Regions from separate parts of the Pan troglodytes genome. Here region 2 is linked to region 1. Evidence: chromatin contacts called from public HiChIP or PLAC-seq data. All regions are on one chromosome and are shown on one strand. The core of a region is the stretch at or near the end of the contact, and the rest is flanking DNA. Distances in the headings are between cores, read along the strand shown. Region 1 holds the start of MROH1 (maestro heat like repeat family member 1). Region 2 holds the start of DGAT1 (diacylglycerol O-acyltransferase 1).

The links. HiChIP or PLAC-seq counts read pairs in DNA pulled down with a chosen protein or histone mark.
Region 2: an H3K4me3 HiChIP or PLAC-seq map of stem cell-derived excitatory neurons shows a contact between it and region 1, with 5 times the contacts expected there. The contact joins the promoter of DGAT1 here to the promoter of MROH1 in region 1. A contact is called at or near these places in 1 of 7 Hi-C or Micro-C datasets (stem cell-derived neural progenitor cells) and 1 of 1 datasets of contacts at active chromatin or transcription factors (stem cell-derived excitatory neurons).

What each region holds. Positions count from the first base shown.
Region 1 is chr7:154,509,637-154,513,750 of NHGRI_mPanTro3-v2.0_pri, forward strand. MROH1 (maestro heat like repeat family member 1) reads left to right here and starts at 1,966. Exons shown (of 43, transcript XM_063816715.1): 1 at 1,966-2,062.
Region 2 is chr7:154,690,005-154,694,118 of NHGRI_mPanTro3-v2.0_pri, forward strand. It overlaps DGAT1 (diacylglycerol O-acyltransferase 1), which reads right to left and starts at 2,161. Exons shown (of 17, transcript XM_016960108.4): 1 at 1,746-2,161. The coding sequence starts at 1,945.

The DNA of each region.
Region 1 (4,114 bases), core at 716-3,215:
AAAAGTCATCACCATTCTCTAGTCTCGATAAACCAGGGGCACAATGCACTGCGGAAAGCCACAGGGACCTCTGCCCTTGAAAGCAGGGTATTGTCCAAGGTTTCTCCCCATGTGATAGTCTGAAATATGGCCTCGTGGGATGAGAAAGACCTGACTGTCCCCCAAACTGACACCCGTAAAGGGTCTGTGCTGAGGTGGATTAGTAAAAGAGAAAAGCCTCTTGCAGTTGAGATAGAGGAAGGCCACTGTCTCCTGCCTGCCCCTGGGAACTGAATGTCTTGGTATAAAACCCGATTGTACATTCAGTTCTGAGCTAGGAGAAAAACCGCCCTATGGTGGGAGGTGAGACATGTTTGCAGTAATGCTGCTTTGTTATTCTTTACTCCACTGAGATGTTTGGGTGGAGAGAAACAAATCTGGCTTACGTGCACGTCCAGTCATAGTACCTTCCCTTGAACTTAATTATGACATAGATTCTTTCGCTCACATGTTTTTTGCTGACCTTCTCCTTATTATCACCCTGCTCTCCTACTACATTCCTTTTTGCTGAAATAATGAAAATAATAATAAAAACTGAGGGAACTCAGAGGCCGGTGCTGGTGCTGGTCCCCTGGGCCCACTGTTGTTTCTCTATACTTTGTCTCTGTGTCTTATTTCTTTTCTCAGTCTCTCGTCCCACCCGACTAGAAATACCCACAGGTGTGGAGGGACAGGCCACCCCTTCATTAGGAAAAAAATAGAAACTGCGCCAGGCAATTTAAGCAGGTGGGATTGGTTGCTTAAGTGTTAGAAGGGCTTGAGAGGCACGGGGGCAGGGTGGAGTTCGTCGAAGGTGGGGGCTGCAAGAAGCGGCCACTCTAGAACCAGAGCAAGGTGGTCCCGACCCAGGGTGGCTGAGCCTCTGGGCTCTGCTGCGGAGCCTGGGAGCCTGCGGCACACCTCCGCTCCCACCAGTGGCAGGACACAGCTGGAAGCCCGCGAGTGTCAAGCCAAGTGATGACTGCAGGATCAGAACGGCCATTGGCTCTGTCCACCCTCCCTTTGCAGTCTCGATTATCCGCGTCGTTGCCTGCACCTGAATCCATTCCCGGGGGGCTTCATTGGGCAGCCGTCCCGTGCTGGGCTTTGTAAGCAGCCCTCGGGAGCAAAATACAGACTCAGGCCTGCCCCCTGGCGGAGAGGCTGGCGTTCGTTTGTGATCGGAGTGAAAGTGGGGCTGTGCTGCGCGCGGCAGCTGGTGTGCGTGAGGCGGCGGCGGCACCGAGACCGGGAGGGGACAAGGCCACAGGCGCGCGGGAAGCCGCCGCAGGGGCCGCGCCCGCATCCGCAAAGGCTACTGCGCTCTCCCGGGCGCCGTCCCTCCAGCCAGGAGTGGACATCCTGCCCGCGCTGCTCCCGCCGCCTCCGCCTCTGCCGACGCCCAGCCTGGACGCGCGGCGGGCGCTTTCCTTCCTCACATCGCTCTTATCGCGTCCTGAGCTCCCGGGACCCCGCTGGTCGCCTCTTTCCCAACGAGCGCAGGGCCCTGCGAGTCCTGCCCCCCTCCGGGTGCCGCGGCCTCCAGCTGGCGCTTCCGGGGCAGACAGAGGGCGGGCGAGGCCGCGCGAGTCCAGGGCGGGCGTGTGCTTGCGAGCGGCCGCAACGCCGCGCCGAGCCCGCGTCCCCGGCGTCTGGGAGCGGAGGTTGTCAGGGCTGTATGCGTCCGACGGGGACACGGGGACTGCAGCACCCCGGGGCTGGCGTAGCTGTCGCGAGCCTGAAGGCCGCGCCTGCGCCGTGGCGGCCGAACTGGCGCTGAACAGACGGGCGGGGCCGAGCGTGAGGCGGAGTCTGCGCACTGCTGCTTTGCAAATGAAGGTGGGCGGGGTGGAGCGAGCGTGAGAGACGTGCCCCCGACCAATAAGTGCAGAGATCGCTCGGGGGCGGGGACCTGCTGCCGCGCTCCAGGCTGCGGTTGGCCAGAAGGCAGCGGGGGCGGGCTCGGCGCGCGCGGCTCCGCCCACTCCGGGCCCCTGCTGGGCGGGAAGGCGGCGCCCCGGCCGAGGTGGCGGCGGCTCCTCAGGTAAACGGCGGGTGGGGATGAGCCTTCGGCGGCGCTGGGGAAGAGCCCCTCGGGGAAGTCTGGGCTGAAGAGCCTGGGGCGGCTCCCTTGGCGGGGCCGCGGAGGAAGCCGAGTCAGGAGGCGCCTCCCCAAGGTCACAGGGCGAACGCTGGGAGGGTCCTGGGTGTCGCGGGGACCTCGGCTCAGGTGTGCGCCGCGCCACAGCCCGGAAGAGAGGCCGGAGCTGTGCGGCTGTGCTCCTCCTCTGCGCCGCTAAGTCGTCTCGGCCGCGCGACCACCCCTCTTCGGGGAGCTTGGTGGTCCCCGGTGCCCGCCCCTCCGCGGGAGCCCGGTGGTCCCCGGTGCCCGCCCCTCCTGTGAGCCCGGTGGTCCCCAGTGCCCGGCCCTCCCCGGGAGCGCGGTGGTCCCCGGCCCTTCTCCCCCCAAGCGGGGCCACCGGGGGTCCTCTCTCCGGGAAGCCAAGCATACGCCCGGAGCCTGCAAAGCCGGCGTGCCCCGGGCCTCCGTATGCCTTCCGTATTCTCTGACGATCGCGAGCAGGAAGGTGATTTGTCCCTAGTCACGAGGATGACTGGTCATAGCGTGCCGGGCATAGCGCTGGCAGGGCCGCCGGGAGCCAGCCCTCACTCAGCCAAGGTGAGACTTAGGGGGTCGGATTTTCGGGCAGCGTCAGTGCAGCTGCAGTGTTAGGGTCAGAGGAAACCACTCTGCGGGCGCTGGTGGCTCGGTCCTACACACTCTGGGGAGGGGCTCCTTTGCCTGCTCAGTTGGGGAAGGGACAGACTCATAAACTCAAGTGCAGTGAGGTAGGCAGAAAAGGGGTACGGGGGTGTGGCCGAACTTAGGGATGTGAGCAGAGTTGGGTCGGGGACAGCCCTGTAGGCAGGGACCACTTTGGAAGGGGATGGTGGTGAACGCACACGATGCGGTAAGAGGCAGGCAGGGTAGGGCCGGTGATAAGTCAGGTGAGGGTGGTGAGTTGAGTTTAGAGCTGTTGGGTCTCAGTGCGATGACCATGGATGGAGATGTCCCGAAGACCTCGGGTCCCGGGGAGGCGAGGGCTGGAGATGCGTGTGGGAATCGTTGTTTGCGGCATGTTTCATCGGTGGTACGTGTTTGTGACGTGGCTGCATGGACAGTCTGGGCACCCTAGGGTGCTGCCGTCAGCAGGATCTTCAGTGCTCAGTCTCAGGCTCTCAGGGTCCCCGTGAACAGGTGTCTCTGGTCTCTCTTTGATGTCAGAGTGGAATGACCTGAGGCTAAGGTGTTTTTGTTAACTTGAAACTGACGTGCAGGCCGCTGTGGCTTGTGGAGACCTGCACCTCGTCATTTCCCACTGGCTGGGGTTGATTGCTGACTGCTGAGGGACTCCAGGGGGTCAGAGGTGGAGGCTGTGGGGCATGTGCTTGCCTGAGTTCGTGGCTGTCTCCTGTGTCAGGAAACAGGTGCTCGTGCTTAGTTTTCTTTCCCAGGGTCCACAGAGGCCCAGGAGAGAAGCCTGGTTGCTGCCCTCTGTCTCGTAACCCCCCTTTCACAGAGCTGGGTTATTTGGGGTAGAGATCCTCTGTCTGTGCCGGTCCACCCAGCTTGGTTTCTTTGGGGTAGGAGCACCAGGAAAGGCTCCCGTGGCTCTTGGGAGCTCCTAGCCAGTGTGCAGAGAACACGGACTGCTGCCCATCATGAGAAATGTGCTTTCTTCACTGAGCTTGAGGGGCCACCTGGTTTTGGGGGTTTGCACGAGCACCAGTGACACAGCTTGGTGTGGCCTGTATTGAGGAACCATGTTCTCGGTGGACTGTGAGCAGTGGGATGTGGGATTGCATTTCCCAGGGTCATCAGCCTTATTGGTGACTTTGGAAGTTGATTCTGTGGCTGCTGTGCTGGGAGAGAAGGTTCCTTGGACCTGACGCGTGGGTGGGGCATTCTGTGACCTCCCAGTCTCCCTGCACACACCCAGCCCTGCAGGCTGGCTCACCACTGCTTCTGGGCTATTGATTCCTGTGGCCTGCACAGCCTCGCACACCCCCTCCTAACGCTTTTGGACCCAGTGCA
Region 2 (4,114 bases), core at 911-3,410, 180 kb after region 1:
GCAAAGCAGGAAGGTGACTGCTCTCCCCTGCCTACCCCCAGGTGGCGGCTTGGCCCAAAGCTGGGACTACCCTCATCTCACACTAAAAAAAATCTCAATTCCCGGTCGGGCGCGGTGGCTCACACCTGTAATCCCAGCACTTTGGGAGGCCAAGGCAGGTGGATCACCTGAGTTCAGGAGTTCGAGACCAGCCTGACCAACATGGAGAAACCCCATCTCTACTAAAAATACAAAATTAGCCAGGTGTGGTGGGTGCCTCTAATCCCAGCTACTCTGGAGGCTGAGGCAGGAGAATCACTTGAACCTGGGAGGCAGAGGTTGCAGTGAGCCAAGAATGTGCCATTTTACTCCAGCCTGGGCAACAAGAGCAAAAATAGTCTCAAAAAAAAAGAAAAAAAGAGAAATCTCAATTCCCACGTCCTCCACAGGTCACGTAGCCATCCCCCTGCCTCCTGGAGAGAGGGTAACTCCAGGAGCCACACCTCCTTTTCAGGTAGGAGGTGCCTAGGCCAGCCTCCCTCACCAGCACCCCAGGCCCACAGCAGGCAAGCACCCCTCTCAGGAGGGCCACCCTCCTCCCCATGGCCCCTTCAAGGCCTCCGTGCCCGACCTTTGTCCACGTTGCTCCATGCCTGACTCTTGCTGAGGTTATCTTATCTCCCAGATGAACTGAGCACCCTGAGGGCCACGACAGTGCCTGCCCTCCCCCAACCCCCTCCCCATGGTGCCCCGTGAAGGAAAGCTCTGTTCTTGCTCACTGAGAGAGCAAATCATTGCCAACTACATGTCCAAAATCAGCCCACTTCTGCCTTGATAACCTCTAGGCCCTCAGCTGCTCTCTAAAACAAAGCCCTGAGGGCCCCTGGGCCAGGGTAAAGGCCATAAAGGGGGGATGGAGGGTGGCAAGGGGATTGCTCAAGGCCAGCTTGGTGGAGGAAGCCAATGCCCAGGCTGGCCAAGTCCTTCCCATCGGTCATGGTTCTCTCCCTCCACCCCTCTCTGTCAGTCATCTAGCTAAGGCACACGCCTGCAGATGTGTCCACCACCCCCATACCCCACTCCCCACCTGGAGGATGGAAGTCCCAACACAGAACCCAACTCTCTGTCCCTACAACAGACGCTGGCTCTGGCAACATCGGCAGGGCTCCAGGCCAGCCTAACCACTGGAGAAATGAATGGGCCACGCAGCCACTCTCAGGAGGGTCTGCAAGGACAAGAACGCCTCTAACACTGCCCCTTGTCCGGGGCAGCTGCTGATTCCCCTGTCCTCGGACAGGCCTGGGCTCCTCTGGCCCCCTCCCTGGCAGGCCAGCCCTCCCCTGGGAGCCTTTCCTACCCGCAAGGCACCGCTCATAGCACCAAGAAGGAACCCATCACCACAAACTGCCCAGATCTTATCTGACTCCTTCCATATAAGGGGACACTGCACAGGGCCGGGCCCCCACCAGCCCGCCCCTCGAAAAGCTCCTCAGGAGCCCCTGAGGATGCACAGACCCAAGAGGATCTGGATGCGGGACACCTGCCGGCTCCCCTCTGCCTGGCCAAGGCCAGCTCCAGAGCCCCTACCCAGTGACCTTGTCAGGTGACTCTCCCCAAGCCTCAGTTTCCCCACAGGGCCCATAGGGCACACCGATCCCCGCTTAGCCCAGGGCCCATGTTCTCGGACTCGGAGCTCGCGCTTCGGCCAACCCCGGAAAGTCGCGGGGCCCTTGGGTCAGAGGTTAGGGGGTCAGGCGCTCCGCTACCTCAGCTCCCAGTGGCCGCTGCCCACGCCGGCGTCTCCGTCCTTGTTGGGGGCCGGGGCTGGCGCGTCCCCCGCGGCTCCCACGTCGGGGCCCGCAGCGGCGTCCCGCACCTCCTCTTCCGCCGCCGCAGGCCCGCCGCCGCCGTGGCTCGAGGGCCGCGACCCTGTCCTCCGGCGCCGGGAGCTGCCGCGGTCGCCCATGGCCTCAGCCCGCACCCGGCCGCAGCCAAGCGTGGGCCCGCCGGGTTCGTAGCGCCCGAGGCGCGCGGCCCCACCTCCGGGCCCTAGACAACGGCCGCCACTGCCCCCTGCCGGCCGCCGTAGCCCGGGTGACCGCCTCACCAGCGCGTTCAACCCGCCCGCGTCGAGCCCGTCGGCCTCAAGGACAACGGCTGCGTTGCTCCGGAGCCGCTAACTAATGGACGGCCGCCTCTCACGTCTATTTGTAGTCCGCGGCCGACCTGAGGCGGGGCCTGGAGAGGCTGATGGGGCGCAGAGCACCCTGGGAGTCGTAGTCGCCGCGGGCGCGCCGGCGCAGAGCACCCTGGGAGTCGTAGTCGCCGCGGCCGCACCGGCGCAGAGCACCCTGGGAGCCGTGGTAGCTCCCAGGGCCGGGGCTGCGGGCCGCAAGTGCGCGCAGCGGGAAGGGACCTTGCATCGCTCCCGCGTGGTCCCGGGGTCCTGTCCGGCCCCATGGAGCGGGATGGTCCGCTGAGGGGTGCGCTGGGCCCCGACTTCCTGGCCGCTGTGCGCCCGCCCCTCGTCCCACTTGTGTACACACGGGGTCTCGGCGAGTCACTCCGGGCAATCATTTAGGAAGCGCCTAGTGCGCCACGGTCCAGCTGTCCGGGCCGGTGTCCGCGGCGGCTCGCGTCGCCCGCCACCCAGCGCGTTGGTTTCTGCGCGCGCAGCTTACAGTAACGTCCCTGGCGCGCTTCTGCTCCGCGAGCCCTCTGGTTACCCCGGCAGGAACCTCCTTTTCTTCGCCTTAGGGGGACGTCAGACAAGGGCCAGGTCAGAAGACCAAGCTGGAGAAATGCACCAGGCCCTGCGTCACCGGGACGCCTGCCTTGCCCGCGACTCCCAGGCTCTCCACCTCCCCGCCTGCAGAGCCCGGCGAGAGGAGGGCGAGGGCGAGGGCGCAGGCCCCTTGGTGGTGTCTTCTCAGCCCACCCACTCTCTCCACAAGGAGCTCCACGTCCCTCAACTCTCAGGGCCTCCCAGTTTCCAACGTGGGCCAGCCTCTCCAGGATGTCAGAAGTCTGGGCCGCTGGATCGCCGGGACTCAAGAGGCTTCTGTGCATTTGCACGGCCTGTGCAACCGCCCTGTTGTTTTTTGTTGTTTTCTTTTTTCTTTTTTTTGAGACAGTCTCACTCTGTCGCCAGGCTGGAGTGCCGTAGCGCGATCTCGTCTCACTGCAACCTCCACCTCCTGGGTTCAAGCGATTCTCCTGCCTCAGCCTCCCGAGTAGCCGGGACTACAGGCGCATGCCACCACGCCCAGCTAATTTTTCTGTTTTTAGTAGAGACGGGCTTTCACCATATTGGCCAGGCTGGTCTCGATCTCCTGACCTCGTGATCCGCCCACCTCGGCCTCCCAAAGTGCTGGGATTATAGGCGCAAACCACCGCTCCTGGCCTGTTGTTATTTTTTCTAAAGATGGGGGTCTCGCTATTCTGCCCAGGCTGGTCTCGAACTCCTGGCCTCACGCAATCCTCCCACCTCGGTCTCTGAAGGTGCTGGGATTACAGGTATGAGCCACTGCCCCAGACATCTTGTATGTTAAATGAAGCAACTAATCAATTGTAACAGCCACAGTTGCAGCCCACCTTGGCTTGGTGTGCATATTGCACAGGGCATGGAGTGAGAACATCCTGGATCTCAGGATGCCAGGGTTCACTGAGGACTCTGACTCTAGAAACAGTTTCATTCCTCTGGGGTGAGCAGGGGCAAGCAGCACTTCTCTGGAAGCAAACAGGTGCTCCTCCTGAGGTGGGGTCCTCTCCTGTGGGCTGGTCACAGCCTCGCCTCTGAGCTCCGTCCTCTTCCACCACCTCCACCAACAGTGGCCAGTAGGGCTGCCCCCTTGGTTGCCCCCCTGGTGACATATTCTTGTCACCACAGGCCGCTGTGGGTTGCTGCCAACCAGGTATCAGGCAGGCTGGAGCTACCTGGCAGATGCCCTTTGTGTAGCCTGCCGAGTGGGGCCGCCCTCACTGGACCCAAGAGCCCCTCACACATGGGCCTTGGTCGGTGAGGACCAGCCCCATCTCCTACCCAGTCTCTCAGAATATTCATTTGTTGAATGCAGTCGCTGGCAGACACACTCTGTGGCCAGGTAGGCCCAGACCTGTCTGAGTATGGACTGAC